Regions from separate parts of the Sus scrofa genome. Here region 2 is linked to region 1. The links are chromatin contacts, called in public promoter capture Hi-C maps. All regions are on one chromosome and are shown on one strand. Each heading gives the region's core, a stretch centred on a gene start, on an enhancer-like site or on the middle of the called end of the contact. The rest is flanking DNA. Distances are from core to core; before and after follow the strand shown. Region 1 overlaps IL7 (interleukin 7). Region 2 has its middle 100 kb from the start of PKIA.

Region 1 (7,692 bases), core at 2,499-4,998:
GAAATAGAGAATCTATTGTGGGAGTTTTCTTGTGGTGCAGCAAGTTAAGGATCCTGTGTTGTCACTGCAGCAGCTTGGGTTGCTGCTGTGGCTCAGGTTCGATTCCTGGCCCAGGCTCCATATGCTGCAGGTACAGCCAAAAAAAATAAAAGAAAGAATATCTATTGTGTACATATTTAGTATTTCTGAGGAAGAGACTGCTAAAAATGCAATAGAAAAAAAATTCAAAGATAGATGAAAACCATGCTAAATGAAAGAAGATATAATTCTGCAAATCAAAAGGACATGTATTTTAGGAACAACTTACATAACAGTGGTTTATACTGGAAAATATTGAGTTCATAGTCAATGTGCTTTTCCCTTATCTCTTGTGATTTTTCATATCCATAATAAATATGAAGAAATATTCAAATATGTTAGGACATCTATAAGAAAGCACTACCGATAAATAATTCTACTATTTGTTAAATCAAAAGATGGATATATACGGTTCTTTCAACCCCATGATTCTAGAAATCTTGTCTGAGTCATCCTTCTCATAGGGCTTAAATGAAAACAACTTCAGAAAGCAACTGTAATTGGCACTCCTATACACTCATGTTAAATTTATTCATAAAATGCACTAAAGTCTAGTCAATTATAATTGTGACTTTTCTAGGTGTCAGCCTTTTAAGCCAGCTTTTTAAGTAACAACTTTATCTACTGCTGCAAACATTTGGCAAACAAATCACCCTGGTATAACATTAGCTTTCTGTGTCTATCCAAAGTGAGTTTTATTAAATACCTGGAGCAATGATTTAACTAATATGGATTTTCAAATATTCCTGTGTCATGAAATTTGTTAAAATGTTCTAATAGGTACTCATTCATATATTCGGTAAATTGGAAAGAATCATACAGATTAGCTGCACATTTTATCTTCTTTTGCTGAAGGATGGCATAAACAAAATGTATATTTTATTTTTATTTTATTTTTTTACAGCCACACCTGCAACAAATGGAGTTCCCAGGCTAGGGGTCAAATCTGAGCTGCAGCTGCCAGCCAACGCCACAGCCACAGCAGTGTAGCATCTGAGCTACGCCCATGACCTATACCAGAGCTTGTGGCAATGCTGGATCCTTAAACCACTGACTGAGGCCAGGAATTGAACCTGCATATTCGGGGATACTTAACCTATTGAGCCACAACAGAAACTCCCAAAATGTATATTTTATCAGAAATGTATGCTTGATTTATTGTCCTTCTTGATGTTAAATGCAAATCAATAGAAAAATGATTTAATACAAAACATTAATTCTCCACTACCTTTTCTAGACTGTGTGTAAGGGTAACATGAGAATAGGTATTGAAAAATAAATCTCTTTGAACTTGAGGTATTTGCAGTATGACTGAGATGGTTGGCACTAACAAATCTGTTAACGTAGCATACTTCTCCAAAGGTAGGAAATGATGTGAGGAGTTCCCATCATGGCTTAGTGGTTAATGAATCCGACTAATATCCATGAGGATGCAGGTTCGACCCCTGACCTTGCTCAGTGGGTTAAGGATCCGGCATTGCCGAAACCTGTGGTGTAGGTCACAGATGCAGCTCGGATCCTGCATTGCTGTAGCAGTGGCATAGGCCGGCGGCTGTAGCTTCGCTTCGACCCCTAGCCTGGGGACCTCTATGTGCTGCAGGTGTGACCCTAAAAAGACAAAAAAAGAGAGAGAGAGAGAGAAATTATATGAAAGTGTCTAAAGGACACAGCATTCACCCTTTATATCAAACAGTACGAGAGAATGGGATTTATTTTCTGGTATTTGTTTCCCCATCCAGCTTGGCAGAGGACCTTGCACGTTGGCCTATAATAAGTGTTGAATGGTTAAATGAATGATTACGTGTTTAGGCTCTAATGCCTATAGGTAAACGAGATAATGTATACATTGAAAGTCAGATAAACCCAGAGACCATTTATGCTCTCCAAGGGCGAGAAGAATCATGCACACTTCTCTGAGAGGCAGATGAAGATTGGAAACCTATGACTGAATCCTGCCATTACTCCACTTCGTAATCTGTTTCTTTGATGACAACACATAGGCTAAGATTGCCTGAAGTCCTTCTAGAAGCTCTGATAGCATGGAATTGCTAGCTTGCTGGACAGAGCTCCTCTAACCCTGTGTGTGAACAATCCGAATCCTTAAGCTAGTCCTCCCTCATTATGTCAACTACATTCTTGATTCAGGTAATCCCCACATTCTAACACTATGTTCCTTAGAAAAGAAAAATGAGAATGTACTGGTCTGTCTTCCCATTTGTATATCACAACACACTGATTTAATCTCACTCTTTCTCAGTGAAGTTCTCCCTCAAATATCCCAAACTGGATTGTTTAAAATGCTATAAAGAGGAGTTTAACCTTATTCTCACTGTTAAGAGGCTTTCCCTTCATTCTAATATAAATTCCCTTTGCTGCTAGTGGCAGGAAATTGGACCCAACAACCTCTTAAACACATCTCAACTTCATGATTTCAAAATCCATAATACTGTGTCTATATAGTATAACTTCTAAAACAGGTACTTTTATTTTCCCAAATGAGCCAGATTCTCCCAGTGATTTCTGGAATTAAACTGTGGAGTGTGGGGAAGCTCTAAATATCGGAGGGTTGGTATATTTATACTTGTTTTATTCTTCAACTATAAAAAATTATCTTTGTGCCTAGTCAGCTGAGCCAAGCTGAAGTTACTTTCCTTAAAATGCACACATAAATACCAAGTATTATAAATTTGTTATTTTTATAATTACTACTTACCAGAAGAATCCCCAGTTTAACCGTATTATTTTATATCATTTATTACAGGACAGGATGATAGACTTTGATAGCAATTGCCTGAATAACGAACCTAACTTTTTAAAAAAACATTCATGTGATGATAATAAGGTAATGACAATTATTTGGAGTTTATATGTCATTCAAGCTTGATTTCACAGAAGCTTATATTTTTGTATCTCTGTTAATTATATTGATTATATTAATAACATAGCCTTTTGGTTCTAACCTCATAATTCCCGCTGACATATTAAGTTATACTGTGCTCTTTTGTACTTTTATTCTACAAAAAGCCCTGTGCCACTTGGTAAATATTCCTTTCAATTTTAGCATTTTATTTTTCATCTTGAAAATACTAGAAGAACTGCTGAATTCAAAGACACATAGCTCTTATTTCTGAAACTTTTATGCAAGAAAATGCTTGTCAGAATGACTGTTTGCACACACACAAACATAAGGAATGTGTAAATTTAGTTGAAGGCATTTTGAAACTTTTTCCCTTTAAATATTTGCTTATCCTCGCAATGGCTGAGTTAACCTCATGACATAATAATATGTCCTTAAATTATATTTTAAAAAATTATAATTATAAATATTAGTTAAATATTTGAAAAACTGGTTTTGGGTTAATAGTCCCTTTATTTTCTCATTGCCAGCTACCCATCCACTCATCCATAGCTCAAAAAGGGCAAAAGCAGTAACAATTAAAAAAAAAACACACATACCTTTCATTATTGTTGCTTCCAGAAGCCCTCTCCTTTAGTTATCTTGTTTAAAACTGAATAAACTTATGCTACGTTCACTCATAAGCAATAAGATCATACATAACAAAGAAAGGAGACTTTAAAAATCAGGTAATTATTAAACTAAGTTCTGAGTACTTTAGGCTGTCCCCTTGGAGCTAAACAGTTTCAGTCTCAGTACGTGTCAGTCATGTGATTAACTGGAATAGAAGAAAACTGGGGTGGAGGTGGGGCATTATTTAGAAATACAGTTCTGGCTTTAGGCTTCTCAGGAAAGCTTATCATTTCTTACTGTTTTATATGAACCACGGCTCTTCTGATGTTTTTTCTGTAATAGGAAGCTTCATTTTTATATCGTGCTGCTCGAAAGTTGAAGCAATTTATTAAAATGAATATCAGTGAGGAGTTCAATCACCATCTATCAACAGTTTCACAGGGCACATTAACACTGTTCAACTGCACCAGCAAGGTAAGCGGAGCACTGTTTACTTTGAACAAAAATATAAACTACTTCTGAGATAGGCTATTATCATTCTTGTATGTCCATATCCATTAGCATAGAAATCTAGGTGCTTATACGAAAGTTGAAATACATTTGCATAATTCTGGAAGAGGAAAGTTTCAACTTGCAAAGTACCTATTCATCTCTTAGAGCAAATAAATTGTTTATAAAAGGGGACTAGAAATAAATGAAAGCAACATTGTAAATCCACTCTACTTCAATTTAAAAAAAGAAAGTAGGAGTTCCCGTCGTGGCGCAGTGGTTAACGAATCAGACTAGGAACCATGAGGTTAAGGGTTCGGTCCCTGCCCTTACTCAGTGGGTTAAGGATCCGGCATTGCTGGGAGCTGTGGTGTAGGTTGCAGACGCAGCTCGGATCCCGCGTTGCTGTGGCTCTGGCGTAGGCCAGTGGCTACAGCTCCGATTCGACCCCTAGCCTGGGAACCTCCATATGTGAGCGGCCCAAAGAAATAGCAAAAAGACAAAAAAAAAAAAAAAAAAGAAAGTAAATAAGTAAATGAAAGCATATTTCATGCCATAATAACTTCCAAAGAGGCTAGTGTGTGATAAGTAGGGTAAGGAATGGTAAATTTTTATTTCTAAAACATCTCAATTTTAATCCATATATGTACATATTTATAAGAATTCAGACAATAAAACAGGTAATCAAATGTATTTCACAAATATCTTTGCGTATAAAAACTGGGTATATTTATGTCCAACAATTTTCAATATTTGTACCTCAATAATTTTAATTAATACAGGGCTAATTTTTTCCTACTTCTCTGCTAGCAGTTAACAACAACAAAAAATTCTGAAGCTATTGAGACTAGACAACAGTTTCTTCAACTGCAAAATGGAGAAAAATATAGTATCTACATTAAGGATATTGAAAGGTTGAATGGCATAATTTATATATCATGCTTAGTACTAAAATATTTCAATAAATGTTTAATGATGATAATGGTGATGATGATAATTACTCCCTCTTTTGGCCACACAAAGCCAAAAGATTTCTTGCAATTACAAAAAAAAAAAAAACTTTAAATATTTTTATGATAGAAAACGTGTTGTGTTTTTAATTTTAAATACTATTAGTTGCCCTCAGAAGGGAAAATGGTAAGATTGTCTTTGAACCCTATTGACAGTGTTGATATATGTTGGGCCATAAGATAATAAAGGTTGGACCACTTCCTTTATCATTATGTATTTACTTGATGCAAACCAGTCTCCTCCTAGGGTTGTGGATTTGTCAAGCTTATTTCCAGTCTTTTCCCCTTACCAGTGTTAGTCAATGATATGGAACTTCTCCTGTTCTCTTTTCTGTAAATCTAATCTCTCCTGTTCTGTGCATCCTTCAAGATCAACCTTAAGATATGTGAACACTTTATGTTTTAGCCTACAAGCTTTTTTTTTTTTTTTGTCTTTTTGCCATTTCTTGGTCTGCTCCTGCGGCATATGGAGGCTCCCAGGCTAGGGGTCCAATCAGAGCTGTAGCCGCTGGTCTACACCAGAGCCACAGCAATGCAAGATCCGAGACGCATCTGCGACCCACACCACAGCTCACAGCAACACCGGATCCCCAACCACTGGGCAAGGCCAGGGATCGAACCCGAAACCCCATGGTTTCTAGTCGGATTTGTTAACCACTGAGCCACAGCGGGAACTCCTAGCCTACCAGGTTTTAATCCTTATTTATAGTGATTTAAAGTACAGACAGCCTTTCATATCCACGGGTTCTGCATCCTTCGATTCAACCAACTTTAGATCAAACATAAAAAAATAATTCTAGGAGTTCCCGTGGTGGCACAGTGGTTAATGAATCCGACTAGGAACCATGAGGTTAAGGGTTCGGTCCCTGCCCTTGCTCAGTGGGTTAATGATCCGGCGTTGCCGTGAGCTGTGGTGTAGGTTGCAGACGCGGCTCGGATCCCGTGTTGCTGTGGCTCTGGCTTAGGCCGGCGGCTACAGCTCCGATTTGACCCCTGGCCTGGGAACCTCCATATGCCGCGGGAGCGGCCCAAGAAATAGCAAAAAGACAAAAAAAATAAAAATAAAAATAAAATAATAATTCTAGAAAGTTCCAAAAAACAAAACTTGAATTTGTTGAACCACATTGACAACTATTTACACAGCATTTACATTGTGTTTACAATTATTTACATAGCATTTGCATTGTATTAGGTGTTATAAGTAATCTAGAGATAATTTAAAGTATACAGGAGTATGTACATAGGTTATATGCAAATACTACACAATTTTATAGAAGGGACCTGAGGATCTATCCCTGGATTTTGGTATCCGCAAGGGTCCTGGAACCAATTCCCCACAAATACCAAAGGACTACTGGACTGTTTAACAGGAGAGTAGCAAATACATTTCATGTTGCTTACCCATCTAATTGCTTAGTAGTGACTGTTGGAAATTTTCTGCCGAGTAAAAGCCTCAAGTCAGGGCTTGAATGAAAAGACTGCAAAGCAAATGAGTGATATCGCCTCATGGCCCAGGAAGAGTTAAGGGTTGGAGGTAGACCATATATTTGCAATTCTTTCTCTCATATGTTGAGCTTTGCGTTGATCACCTAATTCCAAAATCAACTAATTGTAGAAAAAGAAAATATACAAATAATTTAAATCTTGAAATTAAATAAAACGTGTTATAAAATTCACCTGATACAATCTAATTTTTTTTAAATGATGAAGCAAAATGTTAAAGATGGTCAGCTATATTGCATTTTCTTCATGAGTTGGATGTGCTTCAAGCTTTTTACTGTTGTTTATTTCATTTTGCTTCTGATGGGTAAAGCTTAATAAAATGTATTGTCAGGTGCAATTTTAAAAGGTATCATATTTTTGTATTCCTTTTCTAATATTTCATTGCTGGTATACAGAAATGCAACTGACTTTTGAATGTTAATCTTATATCCTGCTACTTTGCTGAATTTATTAATCAGTTCAAGGAGTTTTGGGGTTGAGTCCTTAGGGTTTTCTAGGTATAGAATCATGTCATCTGCATACAGTGACAGTTTGATCTCTTCTCTTCCTATATGGATGCCTTTTATTTCTTTTGTTTGTCTAATTGCTGTGGCTAGGACTTCCAAAACTATGTTGAAGAGCAGTGGTGAGAGTGGGCATCCCTGTCTTGTTCCAGATTTGAGTGAGAAGGCTTTCAGTTTTTCCCCATTGAGGATTATATTTGCTGTGGGTTTATCATAAATGGCTTTGATTATATTCAGGAATGTTCCCTCTATACCCACTTTGGCGAGGGTTTTGATCATGAATGGATGTTGGACTTTGTCAAATGCTTTTTCTGCATCTATTGAGATGATCATATGATTTTTGACTTTTCTTTGTTAATGTGGTGTATGTTGATTGATTTGCGTATGTTGGACATGAGTAGCATTGAGAACTTTGTCTAGATACCCATGTTGCAACAGAACAAAGGGTGGGGGAAAAATGTAATTGTAATGTATACATGTAAGGATAACGTGATCCCCTTGCTGTACAGTGGGAAAATAAAAAAAAATGTATAGTCAAAAGTTAATAACTTAATGCTAATGTTATTTTCACGTTGATTAAATCTGCAGTTTTGTCTCTGTTAGCATACCCTCTTCTATATTAATTTTTCACACCTCACAG
Region 2 (7,440 bases), core at 885-3,384, 240 kb after region 1:
CTCCACTCCTTCTGCCCCAAATACTGACGGTAGAGACAAAGAAACCAATTCCAGTCTTTTCAAAGTGTATTTATAAATTGAGAATTTATCACCAAAAACCAATAATGATGTATAATAGAATGAACATGATTTTGCAGAACCAATATCTTCGTCTAAAAACAATATTTAAAAAAGCAGAGCTAATATTTTTCGCTATAAACCCTGCCCCGCTTTTCCACTGATTTCCTATTTCAATTTGCTAAAATAAAACTGCTCAGCTTTTGAGTCCAATTGACTCTTTCATTGCAAATGTAAAGATAACAAATCTCCTTTTAAATAGAATGGTGGCACACAGAACACCACACAGTCTGGCTTATTGCAACTGTTCTCCGTTGGTGAAGTGGCACATTTGCAATCCCCACCACAGCCATCTTAACCATTTCACAGAATAACATTCACATGTACATCCCTCCGTGGGCAACAGGAAGAGGCAGGAGCTTGGCAGCAAGGCACTTGTGTGGGGAAATCCTAGGTTAGAACCCTTAAAAGGGGAGACTAACTTGAGGATGCTCAAATATCCTGAAGTTTAAATTGGGCCAGCTCCCCTGGCTTTCTGACTGCCTGTGGGGAAAGCCTCTCTGGAAACTCTTTGGAGGTTATTGAGGAATCCTAGGACAAATGCACTGCTTGCTTTTGAGGGAGGGCTTGCCTCATACTCTACCAAGCTAGATATCTCACAACCCAGATGGATTTAAAAAGATCCAAGTAAATACTGGATAGACTGACACTCACATTTCTACTTCCACCTACTCCCATGCACAGGGAGCAAAATACGTAGGTATGGACCGCTTTCTCACACCCCAACAGTTTCTGCTGTCCTCGAAAGCTGGCCAGTAGCCACAGGCGCTACAATGGAGTTATCAGAAACCATATCGGTAATAGGCTTAAAGGATTTTTCATACCATGTATTAGGGTGACGGACACAGGTAACAGCTCAAACGCGGTGAAGAGCAATGCCCTTTCTGGGTCCTTGACAAAATCAGTCATGGAACAGAGGTGGTGGACAGGAGCTGAAAAGAGTGGCGTGGGAAGGGGCACAGCATGGGAGGGGGGGTAATCAATGACATGATTGACAAGAGAAGATGGTAAATTGAAAGGAGAAGTAGAGACAAGTGCTGCTAACCCAAGCTGAACTCCAAGAGATAAGTTTCTCCTCTAATGTGAGACTCCTTCTAAAGGTTCCATTGAAGTGGCTGTTTGACATTGAAATGTGCACAACCCCATTCTGATAACTGGAAAGGGAGAGGGTAGAGGAAGGAGGAAGAAGAAGGAAGATTCCTGATTACTTCTCCAGGCTGCTGCCAAGGACCTGCTGCTCCCAAAGCAGAAATTAACCAAGTGAAGGTTGAAGGTAGCAGCGTAAATGTGCAGCTCAAAAATTATTTTACATTTTGAATCCTCTTCAATGTCTAAGCGAGTCTGGCTTTGCAATGGTTGATTATCTTTAAAGAGTATAAAGGCTGACCGCCTTCTTTGTTTGCCCAGTAACACCGCTCCTCCAATCTCAGGCACTTGGCTGATTAACATTTCAATTCCAGTTGTTGCTCCCTTTCCCACTGCAGAATGCAGGAGGGACATTCCCCTTCTTCCCTCTGTATTACAAACCCCATTATTAACCGAGCGGAAAGCACCGCGCAGTGTGGCCGAGGCTAATAATAGCGGGGCTGCTTACCTTCTCCGGATCAAGTCAGCGCATGTCCCCAGCGCCCACTGCCCCGGGGCCGCAGTGCCACCGCGCCGGGCCGGTACGTGGTCAGCTCCACCGGCCCCCACCCCACCTGCCAGCTGCAGCAGCTGCTCCCGCCGCCAAGCTCCGGCCGCATGAAGTCATCCCCCGCCCCGGGCCGGATCGCCACATTCCGCGCCAGCCGCGGGGGGAGAGGGACATCTCCCGGCTGCAGGGACTGGCTCCTGGAAATTGTGACCGACGACCGCTACCCTTCCCGCTTTTAGGATAATTTTCTATTAATGCTTTTACCGAGGACGCGTCGCTGGACGGGAGACCGAGAGAGAAGAGCCAGAGAGACTTTCTCTGCATAGCGCCTTTCCGCCGAGCGCTCCCCTGTCCCTCCCGCGGCATGGACAGCTCCATTCTGCTGTGTGGGTTTCCCACCCTCTTCATCTTCCTTATCAGTATTGTTCATTTCGCTAAATTTGAGAGTGGAATTAGCTTTTAAGATAAACATTCAGATACTCCGAAAATGTTTTAAATTGGCAACCAGTTTTTCCAAACCTCTTGTATCAGGCTCTACTTTCTCCCAAGGCGGGCGCGCGCGTACACACACACACACACACACACACGTACACGCACAACCAAACCACTCACAATTATGAAAGCTGGGACCTCTCGCCCTCTTGCCTACGTAATGGAACAGGAAACTCCCAAGGGAGTGGAGAAGTAGACCCACTAGAGAAAGCATTCAAGGAAAGAGACAGGGGTAGCCCCAGTATTTTGTTGCTGTTTAGCGGAGTACTTAGTGGACAGATGTTCCCCCTCTAACACCCCCCTCGCCCCGCCCCATTTGAGAAGCCTGCTCTGGTGACAGCTATAACATTTGGAAACAAAGAAGCTGAATCCACAAGAACAGATGGCTGTATCTCTTCCTTCCCGGAAGAATTTACCAGAATTGGCTTTAGGAATAATATAAGCACATACCCATATAAGCCCTTTCCTTCTCTCTTTAATTTGGCACCAGCTATTAACAGTTCTCTTTCTCTCCCTTTCTCCCTCCTTCCCTTTCTTCGCCTCCTAAACTGATTAGATCAGCGTTTCGGGGATTTAAGGGGTGAAAAGGCCAAGGATGTGCTCTCTTTGCAGTTTAACCGGGGTTTCTTTTCCTAATATAGAGCCATTCCCAAGTAGAGAGGCTCTTTGACACTAGGGTTCTGCATGAGGAAAGCTCTCACATTCAGAGTGCTTTTGGAATCGCCCATCACTAACTAGGTCCAGGTCAGCTTTACTCTTGAATTTGTCCAGCCATCTAAACAGTATAATTGCACAAAGCCAGGACAGTACTTTCGATCTATGAAGAGTTCCCAACCCTCCGCTTAGCAGTTCCAGACTGGGAGGTAGTGTAGCAAACAGAGCTCCAGCAGGACTCCGTAAGAATTCTTGACCCTAGAATGCATGCTTTTTGAAAGGTGGAATAATCACGTATTCATCTTTCATAAAGTTAGGCCATAAATATCACCAAAGCACAGGGGATCCTTCATATATATTAAAGGGTATGTGGAATCGGGAATAGGAATATTACATCTTTAATTTCACTAACTTCTAATTGAAATTTAGCATTTAGCATTTCCTTTAAACACAAATGCAGACAACAAACCACAATAATATTAGCAGTACCTGTGACTTTATCACTAATAGATGTCACAGATAATTTCCTATTGCAGTTTTTATAGCTATCTCAAAATACCACTACTCTGTTACAATCAAGTCATCATTACCTTTTTTGTTTTATTTAATAAAGACTATATATTTTGAGAATGCTTTTAGATATACAAAAAAAATTAAGGGGAAAGTACAGGGAATTCTCAGATATCCCATTCCCAATTTCCTCAGTATTTTGGTACCTTTATTACAATTAATGAGCCAATATTAGTATAATAACATTAACCAAAGTCTGTATTTTATTCAGATTTCCTTGGCTTTTACCTTATGTCCTTAAAACTGTTCCAGGCTTCCATGCAGGACACCTTGTCACTTTTGGTTATCAAGTCCCCTTAGGTTCCTCTGGGCTATAGTAAGTTCTTAGGCTTTTCTTGTTTTTGATAACCTTGACAGTTTTGAGGAGTAGTGGTCAAATACTTTGTAGCATACCTCACTAATGCAATCTGTCTAATGCTTTTCTCATGATAAGACTGGGCTTATGGTTTACTGGGAGGACAATCACAGATATAGTGTCATTTTTATGAGGTCATATCAAGGGTATATACTATCATTGTGATTTGACTCTTGATGTTGACCTTGATAACCTGGCTGAGGTAGTGTCTCAGATTTCTCCACTGTAAAGTTGCTTCTCCACCCTTCCTTCCACACTTCACTTATTGGAAGAAAATCACCATGGGAAGTCCACATCCAAGGACTGGAGATTTATTCTCCACCTCCTTAAGGAGAGAGTAGGCACAGAAAGTATTTGGAATTCTTCTGCATAGGAGATTTGTCTATTTCCCCCCAAATATGAACATATTCTATTATTTATATCAATATAGACTCATGGATATTTATTTTATACTTGATGTTATAATCCAATACCATTTTATTTTGTTGTTCAAATTGTTGCAGCTTTGGCTATTGGGAGCTTTGTCTGTGGGCCACTTACGCTTCTTTGACAAACATCCTTTGTTGTGTGTGTGTGTGTCTGTGTGTATGTGTGTGTACATGAGTTTAGAAATGGAAAAAGAAGATGTTTAATCTTTTCTTTCAATTTGTATGAAGCAGCGGGGATTAAGTGTGTTGAATTGGGACATGACCATCACATATTGTATTGTCCTTCCTGGCATAGTTTTTATTCTGTGATGCCAGAATCACTGAAGGCATAGACAGTTTCTCACGATAATTTCCTTTCTCTATCACAGTACTTTTACCAGGTTTTCTTTGCTCACGGAAGACAATCAGTGTTGATGGTGCTAAGGAAAAAACAAAAATTAAAGATATTAAATGGCAGGAATTACTGTTTCAGATATCACAACATGGCAAGAGGCATAGGGGAAATAGAAAGAAAAAGAAAGAAAATGAAATGACATTACATCAACATATAGTGCTTGAATCTGTCTGCTTGGACCTTGACATACACCAGTCTGACAGATAATTTAATTTAATGAGTCGTGGCTAGGGTGAGGTGAAATAGATTGATTTTTTAATCTATGACTTTTCATTGCAAAAACATTTTTTTAAAATCATTCTTTGGATCATGACTTTGAGGTCTGCAATGCTTCCTTTCTGATATTCTGGAATTACAGATCCAATGCCCTAATGATATTATGAGTCTCCACAATGGCAATATGAAACCTGAGCCAGAGGCCCTGGGTGCCTAAAGATGTCAGCCTTAGAACCACTCCTTTGGGTTAAGGAGTCCTTCCAGAAAGGGCTCATTTAAATGCAAATACACCATCAGGAGAGTTAAATGTGTATCCAGTATCTCATTAGCAGCCATTAGCAATTTAGCAGAAATTAGCTTCCCAGATTTATTATGGAGAGGAGTTGTCAGGGTGATTTGGCCCATGCATTTGTCATCCACTGACTGCCAGGTCCCCTGCCCTCGTCACTATATAGGGGTCTGCCTAAAGCTGGGAACTTAGTTTACTTGGTGCATGACAAATCAATACTGTTTTATATAATTTTGAATTACAAGAAAGGGTAGAGGGAGAATTTCTATACTAATAATACGTGTGTGCTCGCGCGCGCATGTGTGTGTGTGTGTGTGTGTGTGTGTGTGATAGCTGCTCAGCTTAGGTTGATTAATCATGCCGTACAGAAATCTTGAATTTTATGGCAAATATCTACTCATTCAATGTGGTCAGCATACACAAAATATGCACAAATGTAGTTTAGGGATAACAAAGCTATAGTAATAGAAGTAGAGTTACATTCAAGTAATTGTAGATAGACTGATAATTTCCTCCATTAATATGAAAGCTCTGATACAAGAATACAAGAAAATGATCATTCATATGAAGATTGATATTCAATATTGAATGTCTATAACAGACATAGGAAAATGGAAGAAGGAAAGTGACTACAAACAGAACAGGAGCTGTTTTTTGTTTGTTTGTTTGTTTTGTTTTTTTTGTCTTTTTGCCATTTCTTAGGCAGCTCCCTCGGCATATGGAGGTTCCCAGGCTAGGAGTCAAATCGGAGCCATAGCTGCCGGCCTATACCATAGCCACAGCAATACGGGATCTGAGCCGTGTCTGCAACCTACACCACAGCTCATGGCAATGCCGGATCCTTAACCCACTGAAGTAAGGCCAGGGATCGAACCCACAACTTCATGGTTCCTAGTCGGATTTGTTAACCACTGAGCCATGACAGGAACTCCTGTTTGTTTTTTTTTGTTTTGTTTTGTTTTTTAATATGGAGTTAGTTTTTGGGCAGTGTTTTGGCCACAATTTTAGCATGCAGAAGTTTCCTGCCAGAGATTGAACCCGAGCCATAACAGTGACAACACTAGATCCCTAACTCACTGAGCCACCAGGGAACTCCATGAACTGTTTCTTTAGACACTGCTAGGAATTTTTACTGGTAATGAGTTGACATATAATACTGGATCTATATATATATATAATACAGGTTGTGTTCCATAATTGTGAAATGTATTTTACTTATATGAGATGCTTGGTAAATGGCTTATGATACATTCAATATCATGCTGTAAGTAATTATCAAATAAACCTTTTAAAAAAAAATCATCGTGTGAAGTCATGAAGAAAAACAATCCACTTCAGTAATGATCTTTAAATTTTTTAACCTTTAGATTTAAAAAAAAAAAAATGATGAAACCAAAACTTTCCTTCTAGAAAAAAGTACAGTTTAAAGAAAACTTTTCTATTGTAATGAATAGATTACTAAATAGTATTTATAAAGAATTATGTCTCTATAATTTTTCATTTTTTTAAAAAAAGGAATATTCAATTTTTCAAACCTAATTTAGGCTAATAAAAAGTGGAAATTTAAATTTGATTAAAAAGCAAATTTCAGGAGTTCTATTGTATCACAGCAGGTTAAGGATCCTATGCTGTTATTGCAGTGGCTTGGGTCACTGCAGTGGTGCAGTTTCAATTCCTGGCCCAGGAACTTCGAAATGCCATCAGCATGGCCAAAACCAAAAAAAAAAAAAAAAAGTAGGTTTCAATTAACTGTGCTTGATCATCAGAAAAGTTGATATTCATCATTCAGTAGATACTGATTACTGATGGATCATCTAATATGTGCTGCTGTTCTAGGCACTGGAAGTACAAAAGCAAACAAATAAATCTCTTCTTTATGAATCTTATGCTCCAGGGGAAAGAGATAAACATAAACACATAAATATAGCATGCTAGTTGGTGGAAAGGATCATGAAGGAGCAGCATAAATGGTGGGGACAATTATATAGGGTGGCCAGGGGACATGTGAACAGAGATTGGAAAGAAGTGTGGGAGCAAGCCATGTGAATACATTGAAAAATCGGTTTGGCACATATAGGTAGGTGAGCTTATACTTTATGTGTTCCAGTGACTACGAGGTTAGTTTGTTAGTAGTGAAATGTTCAAAGGGGAAATGGTTGAAAGATGAAGTTGGAAAGCTAAGTGAGTAAAAAATCATTAGGGCCTTTTAGGTAGTGGTCAAGAGAGAACTTTAGAGCAATAAGAGTTGGCTTTTGGCCATGCTAAAATTGTGGTTATCTATCAGATCTT

Evidence for each region. Promoter capture Hi-C pulls out the DNA fragments that hold promoters and counts their contacts.
Region 2: a contact with region 1 is called in a promoter capture Hi-C map of liver, with 2.6 times the contacts expected there. The contact joins two enhancer-like sites. A contact is called at or near these places in 1 of 5 promoter capture datasets (liver) and 1 of 2 datasets of contacts at active chromatin or transcription factors (alveolar macrophages).

What each region holds. Positions count from the first base shown.
Region 1 is chr4:57,733,368-57,741,059 of Sscrofa11.1, forward strand. IL7 (interleukin 7) reads left to right here. Exons shown (of 6, transcript NM_214135.2): 3 at 2,840-2,920; 4 at 3,890-4,021. Among named protein-coding and RNA genes, the nearest start is that of IL7, 52 kb to the left of the region's middle. Within about 2 kb of position 3,749, at least 5 of the 83 cell types and tissues checked have an H3K27ac peak or open chromatin away from gene starts, as enhancers often do. A contact at or near this core is called in liver, where this site is marked.
Region 2 is chr4:57,975,752-57,983,191 of Sscrofa11.1, forward strand. No RefSeq gene overlaps it. Among named protein-coding and RNA genes, the nearest start is that of PKIA, 100 kb to the left of the region's middle. Within about 2 kb of position 2,135, at least 71 of the 83 cell types and tissues checked have an H3K27ac peak or open chromatin away from gene starts, as enhancers often do. A contact at or near this core is called in liver, where this site is marked.